Linked DNA regions of Sus scrofa: region 1 is linked to region 2. A link is a contact called in public Hi-C data. All regions are on one chromosome and are shown on one strand. Each heading gives the region's core, a stretch centred on a gene start, on an enhancer-like site or on the middle of the called end of the contact. The rest is flanking DNA. Distances are from core to core; before and after follow the strand shown.

Region 1 (5,612 bases), core at 2,042-4,541, 66 kb after region 2:
TATATATGAGGATGCAGGTTCAATCCCTGGCCTCGCTGCGTGGGTTAAGGATCGGATCGGTATTGCCATGAGCTGCAGTGTAGGTTAAGATGCAGCTCGGATCTGGTGTTGCTGTGGCTGTGGTGTCAGCCTGCAGCTGCAGCTCCAATTTGACCCCTAGCCTGGGAACCTCCATGTGCTGTGGATACAGCCCTGAAATGAAAATAAATAAGAACAGCCTTAAACATTGAATTTGATTTAAATTTACTTTTTAATGTAATTACAAATATATTTATATAATTAATATAAATATTATACAAATATGTGTGCAAATATTTACTAATTATAGAAACATTGGCACTTTATTATCAGAGATAAGTTACTTAAGATCAGGACAGTTGATGTAAAGCAGAACTGGGGAGGCCTGAGCTGTCTTCCAAAACCTTTGGTTTTCCACCTGACATTGTTTCTTTTTATGTCTGCTCTGAACAAAATCGTTAAGTAGATGAAACATATTTTGATGTCTCCCACATCTTATGTTTGGAGTCCCCCCCTCTCAAACTCTGACACCCACAGCCCTGACTCCTGACTCCCAAGGACTTCTGCAGAGCAATCCTACAGCACTGCCCCATACTTCACAGCTTTACTTTGTCCAACAAAATTTGCCTGTCCACCGCTTTGTTTCCTAGGACTCTGTTCTCTGCTGTGTGAATATGAGCACTCATGATCAATGTGTTATTTCTCTCCTGGCCACATACTGCATTTTAACAGGCACTTTCCAGAGTTTGTCTTAATTAAAGGAGTTCCTAGGAGGCAGCAGATATCTTTGGTTGGGTAAAGCCTGAAATCTCACTCTATATACTTTTCCTATCAGTAGAGTTTGCTTTTTAGTACTTTGTCCTTTCCCTTATTAGGCCTTTAATAACATAAAGGCCTAGTCCCTGAGAAATGTTTAACTTTTAACTGAATACACACACATGCAGAATCCGGTAGAATACACTTATGAGTTCTTTACTTCTGACATGATACCCATTGTAACCCACATAGAGTTTCACTAGCATGTGGAGCGGCTCCTCTGTCTTATTAAGCTCATTCTACCAGCTTCTCCAACTTCCTTCTTTATCTGGGGGGCCAACACTTGGTCACCATGTCCCCATCCTTCAAGGAGTTTTCCCCTTCTGCAAAATCTCTCTTTATTTTCTACTACCATGAGCCTCTTGGTCTCTTAAGAACCTCCAATTCTCCACCCACACCAATCCTGGGAATTCTTTTTTCACTTTGATCTTCAGAATATTTTTGTCAGTCATTTCCGTCTATCTGATTTTGCATTTTTCCTAGATAGATCTAGATAAGACTTCCACTCGTGAAAACAGAGGAAGAAATGGAAAACAAATTCTATTAGGGTCACTTATCGTCAAGATAATCACACTTTCACATCACCAAGAAAGACTGCACAATTCCCCTATGTTTTTAGACTGAAAAAGTCTTTGTCTCCTTTCCCTAGCTGAAGTTGCTCTAATTTGAGATGTACATGACTTCAGAAGGGAGATAGACATAGCCCATGCTTCCTAGAAGGAGAGGGAGGGGAAAAACCAATATTGTCACATTCATTCAATGATTTTGCAAATATTATTGGTCACTTTTGCCAAGCAGTAGGCCTAAGGAGTAAGCCAGACATGGTTCCCTGCCTTCCAGGAGCTTCTGATCTAAATCTTAGGGCTAGACAGGCTTTAAAGACTTCTTCATTCAGTGGCTCCCAAATGATCTACTAAAGATCATTAATATTCTATGCAATGTTAATTGCTGTTTCTTGGGTGCAGTGAAGGGAAGAATTGTGTTCAATGATTAAATTAAGTTTGAAATGGCAGGTTAAACAACGTTAAGCCAGTTTCCTCACTTCAGACCTTTAATATACTAACATACATGTGACTCTCTGAGGCGGAAGGGGAGGGGATGAGACACAATAAAATAATTTGTTTTCCTCAAACTTATTCAACACAAATCCTTTTTGAAGAGTATCCATTAACATCAACTATTGACAAGACATATTCCTGTAATGTTTCCAAGATCCAAGTGCAAATGCTTCTTTCTACACATGAGGAAACTAAAGTGGCCAAGAATGGTGAGGGGCAGAGCCAAGACAATACTGGGTCTCCTTATTATTCCCATCATCTTTTGACTGTTCCATACTGTTTCTACTGTCTTCTCTCATCCTCTGGCAAAACATAAAACATCAATGTTTCTTCCTTCTTCTGTCCTTCCTCTCAGGTAATTGTCATAGTACTTGTCTTTTCACTTGTTTGCTGAGTTTTTCTCTGCTGTTTATAACATTGGGTCTTAAGCTCTTATATGAAAACAGTCAGTCTTACAGACAATGAAATAATAGACAACTTGTGCTCAGTAAATGCTTGTAGCCAGAAGATAATGACAATATCCATAGACACTCTCCCCCAGCCTCATTTAGATATTCTTTCTAATAGAGACCATCCCTATCCCAGTTAAGAACCAATGCAGCATACTGTCCGCAATAATAATATCTTCCCTGCAAGGGGTTACTCTTGATATAGTGCCTTAAAAGTTCCATTTACAAGTTTTAGATTGATTTTTCCTACTTATACAAGAGATTTCATAATTATTAATAGATAAGATTCACACATGATTAAGTGCTGGACAGAATGTACAGAATATTCAGCTTCTCACATGGGACAGGTTGTATGTGAGAATTTTGTGCAACTTGGACTTCTTTGTATGTGTATCATTACAAAGTCTACATAACTACAAACTAGGTCATATGGATATGATGTTAGATTTTGGAAATTTAAGGGGGGAGAAAAAAAATTCTCCACAATCTCAATCTAAAAGATATCCATGTCCCTAACAAGCAAGTAGGGGCTACTATGCTGCCACCTTGTGGTAAGTATGCATAAGTGCCAATTAAATAAATACAGCGACCCTTTTCAGTGAATTATTACATAAGGCCTCAAAGAAGAAAATACTTGTATCAAAGCATTATTCAAAAAAATTAAACATTTTACCATTAATTAAGTAGCTATTTATATATTATATATTATTTGATGCCTTAAATTAATTTTTAGGTAATAATCAAAAAGGAAATGGTCACCACTGAGCACTTACTTACACGTGTGACCCACCCACCCTATGGAAGAATTTTCAGGCTTGTGCTGGATAAAGAAGGGAACACACATCAGTGAGCTATGAAGCAAGCTCTACTTGGTTATATTAGGAGGTGTAGCCTCAGAGAGTAACTTTAGTTGTTTGACCTCTGTGTATTACCTGCTGAGAGAACAAGGCTGATCCAGTCTTTGGGGATCTGGTAAGTTGAGATTGGCCATCTGTTTGCAGGGCGTTCCCACCATGGCTCAGTGGAAATGAATACAACTAGTATCCATCAGAATTCAGGTTCAATCCCCAGCCTTACTTAGTGGGTTGGGGATCCAGCATTGCTGCTGTGAGCTGTAGTGTAGGTCAAAGTTGTGGCTTGGATCCCAAGTTGCTGTGGCTGCAGTGTATGATGGTAGCTGTAGCTCTGATTAGACCCCTAGCCTAGGAACTCCATATGTCGCGAGTGCAGACCTAAAAAGCAAAAAAAAAAAAAAATCTGCTTGCGTGTAGTCTGATGGGCCCCATGCGAGAGCAAAATGCAAGGGGCTGAGATGTTCTACTGAGGAGAGATAACAAAGGCTATCTCCTCACTTCTTGACAACCAGCCCCCTTCCTACAGGGCAAGAGAGTCACCCAGAACCAGATCAAGACAATATCTGTCCGTTCATTCTTTTATTTAACCAGTAATTATTCATTCACCCAATAATTATTAAGCATCTACCATGTGCTGGACACTCGCTAAATGAAGGGGATAGAATGGTGAGAAATGGTCTAGTGGTTAGACACAGCCTCTGCTCTCATGGATTTCACAGAGCACTAACTAGACTTGGACAAAGTGAGGATCAATGAAAAGTGATAATTGTACATGTGCTGTCATTCTTGCCCTCCAACCACCCCTGAGGGAACTTAGGTTCTGAGAGAGAAGGGAGCAATGACACTCAAAAGAGCTAGCAAAATAAGCATTTGACACTCAAGAGACTCTCCATGTTAGAGGCTCATTGAAAGATCATAGTTAGGGGTTTATCCCACCGGACAGATGAGTTTGTAGTATCAGCTAGAAGATATAGACAAAACCCAATCAACGCCTCCAGGTACTTCAATTTTCATTGCAGAACAAGACACACATGAAAATTTAATAAACAGGAGAGATCACAAAACAGCTTACAATAAAATGCTAAAGGAATGGTATAGCAGTCAAGGACTGGATGGAGGCAGCAAATCTGTCATGAGTTGGGCCTTATAGAGGAGCAGGGGTTGGCTAGGTGGACAGGAAGGGATGGGATACAGGAAAATCACCTTAGGTGGCAGAAATATCAGGGAGCAATGGGGGTGAGATGTGACTGCTAATGTACACTGAAGACCATGGAAGGAGGTTGAGACTCCTAGGGCCTGGCTAATGAGTCCATTTTCCCAAGTATAAGTAAAAATTTACAATTTTTAGGGGTTTATCCCACCGGACAGATGAGTTTGTAGTATCAGCATAGCTGATACTGTTCTAGAAGATATAGACAAAATATCTAGAGTGAGTTCTAGTCTGAGTTTCTCCTGCGTTCCCTCCAAGGCTTTGAGGCAGATCTAGCTAGCCAGGTGAGCAGGAAATTGTCACCAAATAATAAGATCATCCAATTAGAGCCAGAAATGGGTGGAAAAAGGCAAAGATCTATTTCCATTAAGTCTCCTGGCTTGTCTCCCCTGTCAAGGCTTCTGGTCTTGACCTGAAGGAAGAGCCTGCCTTTTCTCTTCAGGAAGCAAGTTCTGGACATCTGTCACATCAGAAGGGGGATGACAGCTTCTGGGAGAAGCTCTCAGAGTAGAAACCATAGGGCCTATATCTCGGCTGAGGCGTGACCAAATCTGCAGTAAGGAAGAGAGCTGAGAAAGATCCATGAAGTTCCCAGGACACTCACACATTCAGAGGCACCTGGAAAACCAACTCATCAACATCATCCACCTTCCTAACCTTCTGTGGGTATCTCCTGAGTTCCTGTCCGCTCACTCTTAAGTAACCCGCACATTAGCAAGCTTCCCTCTGTTCATTCCTTGTTATCTGAGTCACATCAGGTTAAGGTGTATTCCTTTGCACTCCATTATTCAATATCTACATTTTGAGAATTCAAACTTACAAAAGTATTTGTTAGTCTATAAATCCTTAGTCTTGACATATGGTCAATTACAGCTTTAAGTTATAGGATAGGGATCTGCAAACTACAGCCTATGGGCCAAATCCGACCTGCTGCCTATTTTTATGAATAAGGCTTGATTGGAATGCAACAATGCCCATCATTCTGTGACAATAGTCTATGGATATCCAAGGATGTTTCCATACTACAATGGCAGATTTGAGTGTTTGTGACAGTGACAACATGGCCCATAAAGGCTAAAAAAAAATTTTTTTTTAGGGCCTCACCCACAGCATATGGAGGTTCCCAGGCTAGTGGTCTAATCAGAGCTGTAGCTGCCGACCTATGCCACAGCCACAGCAACATCAGATCTGAGCCGCATCTGCGACC
Region 2 (5,142 bases), core at 2,238-4,737:
CTTGCTGAGATAACAGCTCTTCCCTCCTTATCCTTCCATCCTCCATGATACTCAACTCAGTGCCTCGCCTGCAGCAGAGACATAAAAAAGGCTGAACTGAATTGACCTGACTTCATTATTCAGCTGACTCTTTAGCTTTTGCTAAATATTTCTTAGTTCTAGTTGGGAGCCAAAGCATTGAGAAGATTTTACTAACAACTAAAAATAATACTAAAAGTAACTTCTAGCCCAGAAGAGATTATGTCTATTTCAAATTAAGAACAGATGAGAAATATTAAAATGTCCATTAGAGTACTGTAAAATGCTCCAATTCTTTGTCTGTTCCCATCATGAATCAGGGTCCCATAAGAAAGGCTCCCATGGCAAAGCATCAGAGTTCTTTTGCAAATTCAAAATATCCAGGTAAAGTGTTCATTCATATTTGTACTTGTAAATATTTTTGTCCAAAATAACTTTAATAGCATAGGCTCATTCTTAATAAAGTTTTGACGTGGGAATTTTTGACACCTCTGAAATAAAAGGTGTAGGAAAATATGGAAGGTGTAATTATCCCTGAAAATAAGTGATTCCCACAGAAGATACACAGTATGTTCAATATCTCCAGGTTGCCTGTAAGGAAGGTTTAACTCAGTATTTTGATTGTAGGGTTCTAGTGGCTGGTGCTTCATCTAATACCTTTTCAATAAAGGATGCCAATCCATCTGCTGTAACATCTCCCTAAACTTTGATAAGAGTTTCCTAGTACCATTTTGATGCCTCAGAGGAAAGCCAATTTGCTTTTTACAGAATCACTCACCGTGGAATGCTGTGAGAAAGCCACAAGCTGCACATATAAAACACCAGAGCTCCCTCTACAGCAGTTACCAGCAAATGTGCCCTCCAGCTGGTTGCCCTAGGCTGGGACCCAGATGGAAGCCCAGAAAATAAAAACAAAAGCAAAACAAAGGGAAGCTCTCTTGGCTTCTTTTCATGGGTACAAAATAGGGTGGGGATGAGAAGGTAGCCAAGCAGAGAAGAATGATGAAAGAGAAGTTATTGTGTAAGAGATTGTAATGTGTATGAGCAGATTATTGCTTGTATCTGTATGAAGTTTTCCTGTCAAAACAATGACAAATTTAGTTCATTTCAAGTTATTCGTATCCTTGGGTTTTTGCTTTGTCTTGTTTTGTTTCATTTTGTTTTAAGGTGGGAAAGGAATAGCAACAGGGATATCACAAAGAGAAGGGAGAAATTATACAATACAGAGGCAGGCTGGGCTTCCCTGCACCACTGCAGAGGCACGTCCCACTGCATTCCTCTGGGCGTGATCGACTGGCCAGATGAAGAGCTTCAAGGTCATCAAAGGAAGGAGAAATGAGGAGTTGCCTGAATTTGTGTTGATTGGTGTATTGCACAGAGCAAGGATGAAACGCAAAACTCAAAGGGAAAAGGCAAAGCAGATGAGGAATTATATTCCTGAAGAAACCGTGCAGCTTGAGAACTGTGAAATGTCATTGGCAGGTAGCCCATTCCCTTTAAGAAAATGTGAAGTATGTGCACTGCAGACAAAGGGGACCCACTGTAAACATGGCTCAATAACTCTTTCAAATGAGAGAGAGGGTTAGTATTTACCTTTCAGAGACGTTGGGTCACCCTGATTTACACTGAAAGAAGGAAATGTCTCTAACACCTTAAATCTTGAGTGCATGCCACATACCACAAAACCAAAATATGGCTGATAATGGGCACAGCAGTCACTGAAAGGTAACCAACTGAGCATACGCATTCATGTGGGTAGTATGTTCTGATGACTCTAATTTATGCCCCTTTCCCAGACATCAGAGTGTATCCCTCTGTTTAAAATGTAAATATACTAATAGAATTAGACTCTTTCTCAACTTCCAAATCCAAAATGAAAAGTGGGTGAGAATTTTCTGTCCACCCCCCACACCTGCTCCCCATCTACACAGAGACAACCTGAAGAGCTAACAGTGTTTTAAAGACTTCAATCAGATTCTCCTAGAAAAATAACCATTGGGCATGGCCAGAGATGGGATTCTGGAATATGTCTGACAGTGCAGTCTATAGGACTCTTTATTGGGAGAGAGCAAGTTAGGAGGGAGAAAAAAAATTAACAGAGGATTTAAAAGTCAATAGATAAGATGACTGGTCAATAAAATCTGGTACAGCCATACAGCTGAACGCTATTCAGCAAACTAAACAGGAATAAAATACTAATACAAGCTACGATATCCCAAGTGAGAGAAGCCACGCCAAAAAACCCTATAATGTATGATTCCATTTATATGAAAGGTTCTGCAAAGGTAAACCAATAGAGACAGAAGGTAAAACAGTATTTGCCTGGGGCCGAGGCTTGGAATGGGGATTAACTGAAAATGGGAGTATGGGACCTTACTGGAGCGATGGGAATGTTCTGTGACTAGATGATGGGGATGATTACACAACTTGGTAAATTTATGAAAAATCATGAATTGCATGCCTTAATTGGGTGAATTTAATGGCATGTAAATTGTAGCTTGATCAAGTAGTTTGGTTATTTAATTAAATTAGTGACTGCTTCAATTTGATAGAAGCAGTCACTAATTTGATATTCTAAGAGTTTAAGAAAAGACGGAGTTCCCATAGTGGTGCAGTGGAAACGAATCCGACAAGGAACCATGAGGTTGCGGGTTTGATCCCTGGCCTCGCTCAGTGGATTAAGGATCCGGTGTTGCCATGAGCTGTGGTGTAGGTCGCAGACGCAGCTCAGGTCTGGTGTTACTGTGGCTGTGGCAGAGGCCAGCAGCAAGAGCTTTGATTAGACCGCTAGCCTGGGAACCTCCATATGCTGCAGGTGCAGGCCTCAAAAGACAAAAGACAAAAAAAAAAAAAAAAAAAAAAAAAAAAAAGAAAGAAAGAAAGAAAGAAAAGAAAGTTTTTTTTTAATGAAAATATATGAAAGAGCTTAAATGGGATAAGAGAAAAGAAGAAGTATCCAAAAGAGTTAGACAGTGTGCAGATAGACTTATTTTCTCTAGAAAACCAACTTCCAAATAAAGGTCTATGCAAGAGAAAGCAGCTTTAGAGAGAACCCAAGTCCTCAAGGGAAGGAAGAGAAGTCTAGGTAAAAACGAAATACCAAAACCAAAAATTTATCCCTTAATATATCACAATAACATCCTCCATTTATGCACATATTTTTCCCATGTACTACCACCACTCTTTACACACACACACACACACACACACACATGTTAGAAACTACACACACAGGAGTAGGAGACACTGGTGAGTGGAGGGACACATCTTCAATTGGTCAATATATAAAATGCAGTCCTCTGTGCATGGCACTTTACTGCAATGACAGCTCAGCTGGCACATGACTCTTCTGTGTCATAAAGGATACGTGTAGAACCAAAACCACCAACTAGAATGTTTCCACTAGCCATACCGGTTGGTCTGATCTCTTGGACGAAGCTTCCTTCAGACCTTAAGATTCAGGAGTTACTCCAAGGGGTGGAGTCCATGTATCTACCCCCTCAGCAGCAGGCTTAGGACAAAGGCTCAGTAAACATCTGTCAGATTTACATTTGAAAAGGAAAGGAGGGAAGAGAGGGAGGAAGGCAGAAAAGAAGAAAGGAGAGAAGACAACAACCTTTGAAAACAGAAAAACAACAATTAAAGGGGTAGAAAAATAGCATTAATTCTATTTTACAGTTAGTTTGTGTGAGGAGCTGGGGAAGCTAAGGGATGATAACTGTTGTCACGTTTTTAAAAGAATTGTTATGAAGAAATAACTATTCTAATCCTCCAAAGAGCAGAAATTACAAGAAAAAGAAACTTGAATTAGCCACAAAGCAAGCTTATCAAGAAAGGTAACTCTGATTCCTAAAAGAGCTCACATGCCATTCATCCCTATGGATGTCTAAGAAGGCAATTATTATTTTTCTCAGCTGGAGTAAATATAGACCTGTCCAAGACAAGAAGTTGAATCAGGAACAACTTCTGCTCCCTTCCTGATCTCTGATTTTATTCAATTTTCTATTGCTTATCTTCTAAATGTTCTTGTAATAACCTGCCCTCTTGCTAACACCTTCTTGTAAATGAGATGCCTATCTAGGTTTATCCCAGCTAAATAAACTGAATTCAATAAAACCCATCCTGGGTTATCCTCCAGGAGAGTTATTACTCCACTAACATGCTACTGTTGCTACCGTTACCTAATGCTTTAACTTCTCCTTTAGGCTTGAGTTATGCTACGTTGTTGTATATCTAAGATAAGAGGCTGTCTGGAGTCTGTTCAATGTTATCGCATAACATACAGTGACTTTTTTATTGAAGGCACTCCATGAGTACCTCTGCACTGATGCAGGTTTTATTGAAACTAATTCAGATTGTGTGTGTGTACACATTCATGTAATATACATATATATTTATATATATTTTTTAAATAAATGCTGAACTGAAAACAATCATGATGTTACTCTTCACAGTTAGATAATAATCTGCTTAATCTGTCAGATCGGTATACCCTGTGTTTAGTCTAGTTTAAAGCTTAAAGTGGGGACCCTGGTCTCTTAAATACACACCAGCACAGTAGGAGTTTGCTGTCTGTCCATGCTGACCAACCCAATCTCTGCCCAATATCTGTCACTTCAGATCTCTGAAGATGCAACAATTCCCAACCATAAGTCCCCAGACCTCTAGGCTTTCACAAAATTAAAAATGGGGTGTTCAGCTAGAGTGTCCATGTTTCAAAAACCTTAATGGAAATTTTACATCTCCCACAAAGGCTGCAATAGCTAAATGGTCCCCCTTCTTTGGTTTTGAGTTTTACCAAGTCCTTTGAATAATCCTGATTGTCTCATATTTATCAGGAACTCTGGTTAGCATCATACATGATTTTGATAAATCAATTATTGGGGATTAATTATTCCTTAAAACTGTAGTTTGAAAGAAGAAAAATATTGGAAAACATGAAACTCAAAAAAGAAAAATTACATAAGCTCCTTAATGACAAAAAGGTTGGTATCCCTATCATGAAAATAGCATCCAGTAACATGAGAGCACTGACCTGAGAATCATCATTTATGGAATGAAGTTATATCCAGACTTCTTATGAAATAAAGTCCAACTGAAAAAAAAAAAGAAAAATACATACCA

The links. A called contact is a pair of places that touch in the nucleus more often than the background predicts.
Region 1: a Hi-C map of omental adipose tissue shows a contact between it and region 2, with 1.8 times the contacts expected there. The contact joins two enhancer-like sites. A contact is called at or near these places in 4 of 47 Hi-C or Micro-C datasets (alveolar macrophages, heart right ventricle, omental adipose tissue and 1 more).

Annotation. Positions count from the first base shown.
Region 1 is chr6:107,770,055-107,775,666 of Sscrofa11.1, forward strand. The region is part of intron 2 of LOC106510680 (a long non-coding RNA gene); the gene reads right to left. Among named protein-coding and RNA genes, the nearest start is that of RBBP8, 150 kb to the right of the region's middle. Within about 2 kb of position 3,292, at least 2 of the 83 cell types and tissues checked have an H3K27ac peak or open chromatin away from gene starts, as enhancers often do. A contact at or near this core is called in omental adipose tissue, where this site is marked.
Region 2 is chr6:107,703,719-107,708,860 of Sscrofa11.1, forward strand. The region is part of intron 3 of LOC106510680 (a long non-coding RNA gene); the gene reads right to left. Among named protein-coding and RNA genes, the nearest start is that of RBBP8, 220 kb to the right of the region's middle. Within about 2 kb of position 3,488, at least 1 of the 83 cell types and tissues checked has an H3K27ac peak or open chromatin away from gene starts, as enhancers often do. A contact at or near this core is called in omental adipose tissue, where this site is marked.